2 separate regions of the Rattus norvegicus genome follow, and region 2 is linked to region 1. Evidence: chromatin contacts called from public Hi-C data. All regions are on one chromosome and are shown on one strand. Each heading gives the region's core, a stretch centred on a gene start, on an enhancer-like site or on the middle of the called end of the contact. The rest is flanking DNA. Distances are from core to core; before and after follow the strand shown.

Region 1 (3,670 bases), core at 1,138-3,637:
AGCTTCTTTAATCTTCTTGAGAATCTACCAGGCTACATTCCAAAGCAATCAACCATTTAATATTGCCAGTAGGAAGGTCTGAGGGTCTGGTCTCTCCACTTCTCCATAGCTGTTACCATCTTTCTCTGATTATAGGCATTCAAGTGGGTACAAAATGGTTGTTCTGAAGTTTATGAGAAAAGGAACTCCGTCTGTCTTGTTCACTATATTCTAAAGTCTAGGAGAGTGTCTGGAACTTCTCAGATAGTAAATATTTTATTAGGGAATGGGTTATAACTCACTAGTAATGTACATGCCCAGCATATATGAAGTCCTAGCTTCAATCTCCAGCACCTGAGTTGGGGATAACTATATATGTATACACACATGCATGCACACACATATACATATATGTGTAGCGAATTAGACAAAACTACTTTGCTAAGACAGAATGTATTGGACTTCAAAAATAGACATGTCAAGAATCTAGGTTTTTTTTTTTAAAGATTTATTTACTGTATGTATAGGAGTACACTGTAGCTACTGTCTTCAGACACATCAGATGAGGGCATTACAGATGGTTGTGAGCCACCATGTGGTTGCTGGGAATTGAACTCAGGACCTCTGGAAGAGCAGTCAGTGCTCTTAACCTCTGAGCCATCTCTCCAGCCCGAATCTAGGTTTTTTTTTTTCTGTAATGAACCACCTCTTTTCTGATACCATAGTCTTTCTTCTAAGAAAAAATATTTCCTTTTTATAGATTTGTTATTGTTGGTATGTGTTATGTGTCTACATGAATGAGTGCTACCTATGTGTGGGTGCCAGTGGAAACCAAGTGAGGTCACCAGATTCCTTGGAATTGGAGCTATGAATCAGACTCAGGTCCTCTGCAAGAGCAGTGGACCTTCTGCTGAGCCATCCCTCCAGCCTCTGGAAGTTTCTTTAGTTTCTTCAGATCACTCAGTTCAGTTTTAGAAGTGCACAAATTCCTGATTGAGACACAGATAATATTCCGGATATTATCTGTGTGTTTGTTTTATATTTACATTTACAAGATTTTAAATTTACTAAGTTTTTATAGATGGATGCCTTGACTGTATGCATGTATGTATATCACGCATCTGGGATTATGGATGGTTGTGAATCATCACAGGAATGAATATGGGGCCTCTGCAAGAACAAGTGCTCTTAAGCCCTAAGCCAACTCTCCAGCCCCTAGATACAGACACACACACACACACACACACAGTTTTTCAAAACAGGATTTCTCTCTGTGGCCCTAGGTGTGCTGGAACTTGCTTTGTAGACCAGGCTGGCATGAAATTGAGAGATCTCCCTGCCTCTGCCTTTCAAACGGTGGTATTAAAGTGTGCACCACAGCCATGATATTTTTTGCATTAGTTTTTCTTATGAAACTAATTTTCTTTGTTCGGGACATCTTCCTGTGGCCTTCTAGGCAGGTCACGCTGGAAGAGACTGGTCTAGTAGCCCTTTTTATGTCTCTCCAACTCCATTTTTGGAAGTACCTGGCATACTTGACAGAGTGACAAGAGGAAGTTAGGCTAGTGACACGGTGCTCAGCGCTGAGTACTTGAAAAATTATTTGCTCAATAAATAAGCAAAATGAATATATGAGAAAGACTGGGGTTGACCTGGAAAGGTGAGTCTCTGTTGCAAAACGCAATTTGGTCAACAAATATTTGCGTACTGTGTCCTTGCCTTGTGGCTCTCCCTCAAAATACATGGTAAACAAAACAGCAACCGGCCTTGGGCAAGGAGTTTCTACACCCACTTCTTAGCTGCATGATTCTATTCTACTGTTTTGTTTTTTTATCTATTGATTTTGAGGATTATATTCTAGCCTAAGGAATCGATTTAGACCCGCTAATCCCAAATGTTAAGACTCCTGATGTTTGGATCCAAGCTACCCCCTACCCCTCATGCTAAACTTTCTAGTGTTGGCTGGGGTCCTTGGATGGAGATCCTTCAAAGGAATGGATCGCACATCCACCAGAGGGTGCTGTGAGGGCAGGTCTGTGGCTGGAGGGGAGCTCGCCCAATGACCCTCAAACCCAGGTAGGCTTATTAGTTGGTTTTCTTTCTTGGTGTTTCCTCCCTACCCGCTAAAACCGTCGATGCCCCTCCCCCCACGAAGGGTTTCGTTTTGAATATAGTGATTCGACTTTCGCCGCGACTCCAGCAGTGCTTGGTTCCAGAGGAAGTCTGGCCTCTGTCGCAGACGTCCCGCGGCTGGAGGCCGCCGGTCCTCCGACCGGCCCGGAGCGCAGGCGGTGGGTGGGTGGGGACCTCCGGGGCCGCAGCCAGCCGCCGCGCCGCAGGGGCCGCGAAGGGGTTAACCCGGCGGGGGGGGAGGGGGCGCGGGCCGCGCGTGCGCTCTGCCTCCCTCCATTGTCTCCACGGCGGCGAGGAGCGCCGGCGAGCGCAGCCCGGGACCGAGCGGGGCGGCGCGGCTGGCTGGCGGGGCCGGCGGCGGCTGGAGCCGGAGCGCGACACCACGCGACCGCGGCTTCCAGAGCTCCGCCTGGCTGCCCCACCGCCGCGAGCCCTCCCGAAGCCTGGAGGAGTGCGGGCCGCCGGCGCCGGTCGTCGAGTCCTGAGACGGGGAACGCGCGCGTCGTTCCGAGCCTTCGCCGCTTCCTGCTGCGGGCGGGCGAGCGGCCTCCTCCGGCGCCTCCCTATCTTCGCTGCGGCTCCTCAGGCTCCCGAGCCCGGGGGCGGCCTGTGGCGCGAGGCGCCCGCTCTGGACCGCGCGTCTTCGGACCTTAAGAAGAACATGCATTCGGCTTGGACAGTTTGAAATTCTTAGTTTGGGGTCCCCGCACGCTTGCCTTTTCCACCCCGCGGATTTTTTTTTTTTTTTTTTTGAGGATTTTCCCTTCTCCTTTTTTCATTTTCTCTCCTCGGGGCTCTTTTGTGACTCCCCCAACCCCCCGCCTTTATGTTCGCCCGGCTCTCCACCCGCTTCTGAGTGGTGGGGGAGGGTCTCGGCCTCCACGTTCCCGCCCCACCGGGCCCCGGCGAACATGGGGGGCAAGCAGAGCACGGCGGCCCGGTCTCGGGGCCCCTTCCCGGGGGTCTCTACCGATGACAGCGCCGTGCCGCCGCCGGGAGGGGCGCCCCACTTTGGGCACTACCGGACGGGCGGCGGGGCGATGGGGCTGCGCAGTCGCTCGGTCAGCTCGGTGGCAGGCATGGGCATGGACCCCAGCACGACCGGAGGGGTGCCCTTTAGCCTCTACACCCCCGCCTCCCGCGGGACCGGCGACTCAGAGAGGGCGCCGGGCGGCGGAGGGTCCACGTCGGACTCCACCTATGCCCACGGCAATGGTTACCAAGAGACCGGCGGCGGTCACCATAGAGACGGGATGCTGTACCTGGGCTCCCGAGCCTCGCTGGCGGATGCTCTACCTCTGCACATCGCACCCAGGTGGTTCAGCTCGCACAGTGGTGAGTCCTCGGGTTGACGGAGGCCTTGAAGGGTGGAGTGCAAGGGAGGGCGCGTCGGGCCGCCTGAAACCTCTTAGTATGCTAAGGTATGGGTATGAAGCTAACTCCTGCCCTACCCCTGGTTCCCTCCATGTCAGAGGATGAATAGGATCAAATAAGATAACTACTGCCTAGGGGAAAAGCTGCCTACCAGGCTTGTGGAGCCGGGTGTTTTAGGACTGCA
Region 2 (3,372 bases), core at 749-3,248, 150 kb after region 1:
CCAGGCTGGTCTCAAAAACACACGAAATTCCACCTGCCTCTCAAGTGCTGGGGTTACAGGTGTGTGCACACAGTACCTAGTATTTTTTTCCCCTAGCTGTTACGTGTATTTGGCTGAATTTGGGAATATGAGTCTGGTTTTTCTTTTCTTTGGGTTTTTGTTTTTCTGTTTTGAGACAGGTTCGTGTTGTAACTCAAGCCTACATGCCGCAGACTGGCCTTGACTTCAGAATAGGGCATCACATCTCCTGGAACCAGAATTACAGACAGTTGTGAGTCCCCACGTGGGTGCTCAGGTCTGGTGGAAGGGCCCAGTGCTCTTAATTGCTTCCTGAACCATCTCTCCAGGCCCAGGTTACCCTTGAACTCAGGGTAATCTGCGTCCAACTAAACCCCACTCCCCTCCCTCCTCAGCCTCTCTAGTGCTGGGATTGAATACATTAGACACCACAACCACCTCAAGTCTGCCTTTCAAGTGTAAATTTTGTAATAATTAAGTACAGAGCAAGTGTATTGGATGAAACGTTAGCTTGCAAAGAGAGATGTGTTAGAAATACAAATTGCACTCAGGTTCAAAGAATTCTCGTACAAGCTATGATATCCATAATTTCAAAACAAAATTCAAGTGGTTTAATGTTGGGATGGTAATATTTGAGTATATTGGGGCAAATACATTATTAAAATTAATTCACCTGTTTCTTTCTGGTAAGGTACAGAGCTGGGTTCGAAAATGACTGTGCAATTTTCATACTGACCACCAGGTGGCAGCCCCATCTCAGAACTGCAACCTCCCCCAGAAGGAACATTGGGACTCGCCTGGAGGGAACTGTTTTTATATTAATTACACTTTACATTTATTTGTATATAAAAATCTATAGAAATAATAATATACGCGTCCTTAACTCTGGATCCAAGAGCCTTCTGGAGCTGCTGGGACTTTTTTACAAAATGGCACTGTTGGTGTACGGGAGTGGGGATCTGAGAAAGGGGTGGATAGTAACAAAATACATCATATGACATTCTCGAAGAATAAACATTTTTTTAAGATTGAACTCTTTTTTAAAGTGTGTATGACTGGGTTCGGTCCCCAGCTCCGAAATAAAGAAAAAAAAAAATAAAGTGTGTATGTGTGGGTATGCCTATGTGAGTATCAGTGCTTGAGGAGCCAGAAGAGGGTGTCATATCCCTCGGAATCACATCTCCCCATGCCCTAAATAAACTCTATTCTATACTATACTGTGTCGTATGGCTGGTCCCTCAGGGGCAAGGGATGCCTCAAATTGCACGTCCATCAAACATATTCCTTCTCCCTCGTATTTTTATAAAACTCGGATTAGAAACTTGAAGGTTCGTACCGCTTCCACATGGAGAGCCATCAATCGCTACACCTACCCCTCAAACTGCAGAGAACTGGTAACCTCCCTCCCCCGCTGGTCAGCGCAAACATCCCCTGGTCCCAGAGAGTGTTCTTGAGCTTGGAGCCACCCCTGTGCTGCCCTTGAGGACAGAGACATCCAGCCTTTATGACTGGTCTTTTCACTGACCCTCTAACCCTTGGGGGACCCGTCCCCTAACCTCAGAAACGGAGTTTTCTCTTGCTGCAGTAGAGAAGACCTTAGCCTAGGCAGACTGCTTTCCCCCGTGAGTCCTGGACTCAGACTGAGACACTAGCCTCTGAGTGATCGATGGGTCTAGACCTGGCTGGTTTGTTTGTTTGCTTGTTTATTATTAAATTTTGTTCTCGAGATGCTGGTAGGAACATTTTTAATAACTTCCACACCCAATGGATTGGTCTTTACCACCTTGTCCCTACTAATGGGGCATTTCCAGGTCTAATTCACAGTACCCAGCAAGCAATATCTCTACATGGCCACTTAACTGGCACTTTAAAAACAACTCTCTTGCTAGCGATCCGTTGGCTTTCCCCTACCCGCTTCATTCTCTTGCCCTGCTGCGGCTTGTAGCCGCTTGCTCTGCTGGGGGGGAGGGAGGAGCAGGTCTCGCCCCACCCCCTTGCGCTTCTGCGCCCCGCCTGGGACACTGCTGAGACGCTGCCCCTACCTAACCCCAGCTTTCAGTCTCCCGCCCCAGCTCTCCACATCACATTCTCTCTCAACTCCGCTGCCCGGTGTTTGGTGACAGAGATAGGAGACGCTACGACAGGCACACCCCTTCCCCCACATCTTACGGCATCTCTACCAAACATATTCCTTCCTCTCTTATCTTTTTATAAAACACAGCTCAGAGTATGCCTTTTTTGTGCGTGTGTTTTATAAAAATAAGGAGAGAAGGAATATGTTTGGTGGAGGAGAGATATGGTGTGAGGGAATGGTGTGGGGGGGAGGGGGTGCCTCTGCAGGCTCATGCGGAGACACTCCTTCCCCTGAGGTACCAGCCACACAACAGTATATTGTAGAGTTTATTCAGGGCATGGGAGGGGAGTTGAGAGGGTAGCAGAGGGTAGTAGAGAAAGGCAGAGATAGAGTTGAGGGATGCCAGCCATGAGCACATGGAGAGAGAAGGGTGAGGGGAATGGGGAGAGAGGAGTAAGGAGGGAGAGCAAGAGAGCAAGAGAGAGAGGAAGGGGCAAGCAGCCCCTTTTATAGTGAGTCAGGCCCGCCTGGCTGTTGCCAGGTAACAGTGGGGCGGAGCCTAGACTAAATGCTAACACTCTGGCCTGATTGCAATCTTCAAGGTGTCTTGCTTCTCCTCTGGCCATTCTCCTTTTGTTTTACTTCTTTTCACAAATTCCACCCCGAATCAAGGCTGTTTTCATGACCTTAATAACTAAGTTTTCCAGGCAGCCTTAGCCTCAAACTCCATACCATCAGAACATCTAATATTCTTCAGAGAAGATAAAAAGTATTATGAAGAACTCTGAGAAATACAGAAGGAGCCCAGCACCACGCTTACCAGCAAGTTGGGATCGTACGACTGTGGCTGCCTCACCCACAACGACCCAGAGACAATGGAGAGGAAGCAGATGTGAACCAGGACCCATGGTCAGGGCTGAGGCCGGTCTCCGCAGAGGCTGGGGATGGGCTGTGGGAGGATGGAATGGGGAGGGCCTGAACCTGCTGTTTCTCCTCACTCTGACACCTTGGGCAAGAGGTGCCGGCCCCAGGCCTTCCTCAAACAGCTTCTCCAGTTCAGAATACAGGAGTCAGGTGCAAGTGAGGAGCAAGGGACAATGGGAAGATCACCTCCTGGTTCCCATCCAGTTCCTCCAAGTCCCCTCTGGATGTCACTCAGAGAGGATCCTTAGTGGGAGGTGTTAGCATTCTGTCTAAGCTCCGCCCTACAGTTACCTGGCAACAACCAGGTGTGCCTGACCCTATAAAAGGGGCTGCTTGCCCCCTCCTCTCTCTCTTGT

Evidence for each region. Hi-C and Micro-C count contacts between places; a contact is called where the count stands out from the background.
Region 2: a contact with region 1 is called in a Hi-C map of mammary epithelial cells, with 2.8 times the contacts expected there. The contact joins the enhancer-like site here to the promoter of Znrf1 in region 1. A contact is called at or near these places in 3 of 12 Hi-C or Micro-C datasets (the A7r5 cell line, Schwann cells and mammary epithelial cells).

Annotation. Positions count from the first base shown.
Region 1 is chr19:56,403,341-56,407,010 of GRCr8, forward strand. Znrf1 (zinc and ring finger 1) reads left to right here and starts at 2,388. Exons shown (of 5, transcript NM_001401080.1): 1 at 2,388-3,447. The coding sequence starts at 3,024.
Region 2 is chr19:56,552,928-56,556,299 of GRCr8, forward strand. No RefSeq gene overlaps it. Among named protein-coding and RNA genes, the nearest start is that of Ctrb1, 12 kb to the right of the region's middle. Within about 2 kb of position 1,999, at least 14 of the 93 cell types and tissues checked have an H3K27ac peak or open chromatin away from gene starts, as enhancers often do.